Regions from separate parts of the Macaca mulatta genome. Here region 2 is linked to region 1. The links are chromatin contacts, called in public Hi-C maps. All regions are on one chromosome and are shown on one strand. The core of a region is the stretch at or near the end of the contact, and the rest is flanking DNA. Distances in the headings are between cores, read along the strand shown. Region 1 holds the start of USO1 (USO1 vesicle transport factor). Region 2 holds the start of G3BP2 (G3BP stress granule assembly factor 2).

The links. Hi-C and Micro-C count contacts between places; a contact is called where the count stands out from the background.
Region 2: a Hi-C map of fetal cortical plate shows a contact between it and region 1, with 2.3 times the contacts expected there. The contact joins the promoter of G3BP2 here to the promoter of USO1 in region 1. A contact is called at or near these places in 4 of 14 Hi-C or Micro-C datasets (cortical neurons, fetal cortex germinal zone, fetal cortical plate and 1 more).

The regions. Positions count from the first base shown.
Region 1 is chr5:58,082,536-58,085,235 of T2T-MMU8v2.0, reverse strand. It overlaps USO1 (USO1 vesicle transport factor), which reads left to right and starts at 1,322. Exons shown (of 24, transcript XM_028848504.2): 1 at 1,322-1,576. The coding sequence starts at 1,511. It also overlaps a transcript of G3BP2 not described here.
Region 2 is chr5:58,136,173-58,138,872 of T2T-MMU8v2.0, reverse strand. It overlaps G3BP2 (G3BP stress granule assembly factor 2), which reads right to left and starts at 1,343. Exons shown (of 11, transcript NM_001261768.1): 1 at 1,092-1,343.

The DNA.
Region 1 (2,700 bases), core at 73-2,572:
ATTTTAAGAGGACTGACATGAACAGATGTTTTGCTGTTGTTAGTCTCACCCAAGGATGGACTGGAGATTGGACTGGAAGGAAGCCAGAGCTGAATGCAGACAAACTAGTTAGGAGGCTGTTGCTGTAATCTCAATGAGAAATGATGAGAAGAACGTAATCTATGTCACACGCATCGAGGATGGAGAGCAGAGGACCTATTTAAGAAATATTCTATAAACAGAAATGATAGGACATGACTATTGATTGGACACGTGTGGGTGGAAAGCCAGAGTCTAAGATTCTTCCCAGCTTCCTGTCTAGCTTAGGCAATTATTTGGACAGTGGTACTACTGAGCACGCACGCACACAGTAGAAGCAGCATATTGACTTTTTTCTTTACGGGAGGCAGGGGTAGATGATGAGCTCAATTTTAAATGCTGAATCTGAGACCCGTGGGGAATCCAAGGGGAGAGGTCCATGAGTCAGTTAGCTAACTAGACCTGTGCTTTTTAGCCTCAAGAAATGTACAAGACTATTCTAGAAGCGTGTGTACTGACAACCTCACTGCCAAAGGAACAGGCATATCAATTAGAGAAAGACATTTTTTCACGTTAAAAAAAAAATTGAAAACACAGGGGTTGAGAGTTAATAACAAAACATTATGTTACTCGCCAAACTGCCACAGCAGAACAATGTATTTCTCTAGCAAGCTAAATGTAGGGTTTGGTGGGTTTCCTCCTGATGACACTTGAAAATAGAGGTGTACCTGGTGTTTAGATCTAGGAATTCCTTTCAGCAGGTTTGAAGAGAAAGAGCTGAGAAATGCGCCCTCCAGTGGCAGTGGAATGAGGGGTGTCTAGTAACCCTTTTTACCACCAAACAAAGCCCTGTAAATAAATGCAATTTACCGGGATCAGAAAGCCACAACGCTGGTACTAGTAAACCGTCAAACCAAGCGAACCCTCCCAGGGGCCAGGAACCCTTACCTGTCACGTCGGCCGAAGGAAAAATTTCACTTTCGACTCAACAAAATAAGACCTCAGATTTGATAGCTTGCAGTAAGTCCCGCTTGGCAACAATTAAACACCCTGCAAGTCGAAACGCGTAGTCTAATCAAATCCTCTCCAGCCTGCAGGGCCGGGCTTCGACCACGTGGGTGGCTGCGGCCAGCAGGATCAATCCGCGAAGGGCGGGAGGAGGCGTGCCCCTGCGGCGGGAGGCGGGGCCTGCGCAGTGGGTGGGGCTTCGGTGGAACCTAGCTACGAGGTTCCTTTCGCCTCCGCTCCCCTTTTGCCTTCAACCTTCGGGCCGCCACGTAATGCCACGTCCCCGCGCATGCGCATCTTGGCCGCTGGTGGCGGCTGTTTCCGGGCTTAGGGGGCTGGAGTGGCCGCCGAGTTGGAGGCGGTGGTGGCAGCAGTAGGAGAGTGTAGAGTGCGGGACTGGGGGCCAGGCCCTGCGGAGGGCGGGGGAAGTTGTCTTCGTTTTTTTTTCCGGAGGGGCCGGTAAACCTGGTGGCTGAACGGCAAGATGAATTTCCTCCGCGGGGTAATGGGGGGTCAGAGTGCCGGACCCCAGCACACAGAAGCCGAGACGGTGAGAGGAGCAGCGGGTCTGGGACTTGGGAAGGGGTCCGGGCAGGGACGGGGACGGAGCACTCGGAGACCCGAAGGTCACCTCCAGCGTCCCACCATGGAGGGGGATCCACATGCCACCTCCCCCTTTGCCCTCCTTCCGCTCCTGAAATCCCAGAGTTATTCACTGACGCCCCCAGCTCCCTCCCCGTTGCTGCGGCTCGGCCGGACTGACGGCAGCCGCGCCCCACAGCTCTGTAGGCCCCGAAGCTCGGGCTAGGAGAGTGGTCCGCAGGTGGTACCGTCCGGGAAGGGACGGTTCCGGGGCCGAGCTGGCCCGAACTGCCTCCCACGCCCCTCGGGGCCGTGGGCCCCTCCCTCCCTCCTTCCCTTTCGCCTGTGTCTGCACTGGCCGAGAGGAGCCTGAAGTCCTGCTCCCTCCCTTGCAGTCTGAAACTGGGGCGTTGGGGAAGACTGCGAGAAGGTTTAAAACCCAGCTGTTGGTGAGAGCATGTGGCTAAGAATAAAACGATATTCTTTGAAGCACAAGTCCACCTGCTCCTGTCCCATCAACTGGAAGAGCGGTCGTTCTGCCTGGTGTTATTTGTTCAGGTCTCGCTTTTCGGGCTCACCCAAATATATATCGTTTGGCAAATGCTACCTTGGACGTAGTAGGGATCTTTCGCGCTCAAACCCCTTTGGGGACACATCCACCGCTTTCTGCCTGAACTCGTAATGACACGATTTGCAGCGTTATTTAAAAAAAAAAAAAAAAAAAAGTTAGCCACTGAAAACAGTATTTAATAGTTGCTTAGATTCTAGGTTTAGAATATACTTATTTTGAAGTTTGATTAGTGTTTAATGGAACCGAGGGTGTATGCCTTTTTGAAATAAACTGTTTGAGAAGAATTTTAGATCTACATTAAAGTGACCAAGTATAACACTTTAATGGCCAACTTTGTTAATGGGATCCTGAGGGATAATATAGTAGCTTTCATTTGTCAAGCTATTACCTTGTGCTAGGTACTGTGCTGAGCTCTTTATATTCCACATTCTGCTTTCATCGTTAACTACCCTGCAAGATAGGTGAGAGTATTCTCACTTTAAAAGTCAAAAAATGAGGCTAAGAGAGTTCACCTCTTAGGC
Region 2 (2,700 bases), core at 94-2,593, 54 kb before region 1:
GGAAGAAAAGGACAACTTTACTATTCCAGCTAAAAGTGCACGTGCCTTTTTTGTTGTTGTTGTTAGGAAGGAAAAGGCACTCTCCCACCCCCCCACCCCAAATCCGTTACAACATTAAGTATGTCTCGGGGAAAAAAACTGTTCTATGCAGGAAATTGTAGACGAAAATCTATATTCGCCCCAAAGCGGCACAGGGCCATCTTAAGAAATCTGCTTTTAGAGACGCAGGGAAAATTCTATAAGATTCCACAAACAAAATCAACACAATATAGGGAAGTTTATGTTCCTTTCTGTCCCCCCACCCCCAAAAAGCGGGAACCCATCCCTCAAAAGTCATTCCCGGGTAAATAAGGGATCGTCTGCATGAGAGGGGGACGAAGAAGGCGCACGTTACAGTTCCAGTATCCGAACACGTTCGGATTAAACCCGCGGTGGCGGGGAGGAGGGGGTTGGTCACAGACTACGGAACACTAGGTACTGGGTAAGCCAAGCGGCGGCTGCCTTCAAACACGGATTCTGTTTCCGTGCACAGAAATGGTGCCCGGAGGCCGCTACTTTCGCATCTGCGTCGCTTCTGCCTCCGCCGACAAAACCTCTTTTCCCCTCCCCCACGGGCGGGGCGGCGACGGCCTCCCCGCTCCGAAGGAACAGGGAATAAGAGCCGAAAACGATTCGGAAACAGGAACGGTGGGCTACGCACCCTAAAACATCCCCTCCAGAAAGCCTACTCCCACACTTCCTGTATTAAGCTTCCATCAGCGCGCCTTCGGGAGCTGCTGCGTGCCCCCCTACTTCGCCACCTCATCCCCAACAAACCTCAACCCCACCTGTGCCTTCGGAGCCCTCTGCACGCAAGACGCTCGCGGGTCACCTCCCTTCCCAGGCGGCCTCCCACCCCTCACCTAGAGGAAAGACTGGTCTTCTCTCACGCACACACGGCAGCGTAGGGAGCCGGCAAGAACAATGTCTCTGCCGCTACACCTCCGGCTCCCGGGCTCACACACCGGACGATTACCTCGCGCCGCGGAGTGCGAAGAAAATGTCCCTTTCCGACCACCACACCGACCTCCCCTCCCGGCCCCCGTACACACCTCCAGCCAACGGCGCCGGCGGGTACGTCGCGCGGAGGTCAGAAGAGTCGCTGAGGACCGGGTGCGGCGGGTTCTTCTTGCTCGCCGCCCCCTTCCTCCGACAACTCGGAAGCCTCGGAAGCCGGAGAGCCGCGAGTTCGTCTGCTTCACAACCACCTCTTCCCGGGCGCCAGGCGCTGCGACGAGCGACAAGGACCAGGGACGTCCCGCCCCCTTTGCCGCCGCCCCCTCTTATTGTTTTACCCCTGCCGAAAGGGCCAGGGAACCCCCGAGCACAGCGTCAGCCAATCACGCATCTCCTCCCGAACCGGGCCCAACCTTCCCGTGTCCCTCTGCGGAGCACGCGCAGTACGCTGCCGCGCTCGCACACGCTCGCGCCCGGAAAGCCGGGGAACCGGAACCGGCCTAAAGCCAAGATAAGAGTCCGCTGATTTGACGTCACAAGCAGGCTGCCTTTCTCCTGCCCCGAGGCTCCAGGCTTGCCGCCCTTCTTCCTTGCCGCCCTTCTTCCTGATCGCGCAAGCGAGAGCTGGTTCGCAGCAACGCAGTGTCTTTTGTAGACTGATACTCTGGTCCCTTTTATTAATGGGAAGGAGGGAATTTAGTAATCTTTCTGAACTAGGTGTCTGCAGGTTGCTGCTGTAGACGAGCTTAAAATGCAGCCGGTGATTTCAGCTGTTTGCACACTAAACTCACCTACATTGTTTATTTAACCCATCCTAGGTTTTAAGCCCCACCAAGAGGCCCTGCAGTAAAGGAAGAATATGACGTGGGCTTTACAGAGGGGGAAAAGACTATTTCTTTGTGTGCTTGTTACGAATTTAGGCATGGCTAAATATCAATACATACTAAAGCATTTTACATACTAAAGCTGAAAGGCCTGAAATATCAGGATTACAGTCCTAGTCTAGCTCTAAGCCCAGACTTGCCCCCAGGGTGAGACACTGGTGACCTTGTTTCATGGAAAAAGCCAAGCCAAATCTTGTAGTCAAGGAAGACACTTCGCATCTTAGGTCTGGCAGTGTTTTCAGAGAATACCGAGATAGCACAGGAATTTTGGAATGAAAGACTGATAAAATGTTCAAAGAAATGTAAAGAAAAAAATACATTAATGAATGCTTTCGAACTAAACATGGTGGACGCAGGCATATACATTTCATCAGTTTTTTCGCAGTCCTATAAGGGCATTTTTAAGGTATTTGGCACGTGAAGACAATATGTCAAATACCTTAAATATTGGCAGAGGCAATGCCAACATTAGGGACTCCAAAATCTACAATATCTTTACCTTTAGACTGCTTAAAGATATTGTTATATGCAAAATATTTGGGCAGACCATCACTTTAATGAAATGAACCTGATGTTTTTCCTTAACGCATCAAAATACATGCTGGCTGTCCTTTAATATACTGGGCTTATATACCAGGCATTCTTGTAATTACACAGCCTTCTAAGGCTCACAGTAACCCTGTGAACTAGTTCCTTTTTTTGTTTTTTAGACGGAGTCTCTCTCTGTCGCCCAGGCTGGAGTGCAATGGCATGGTCTCGGCTCACTGCAACCTCCGCCCGCCGAGTTCAAGTGATTCGCCTGCCTCAGCCTCCCTAGTAG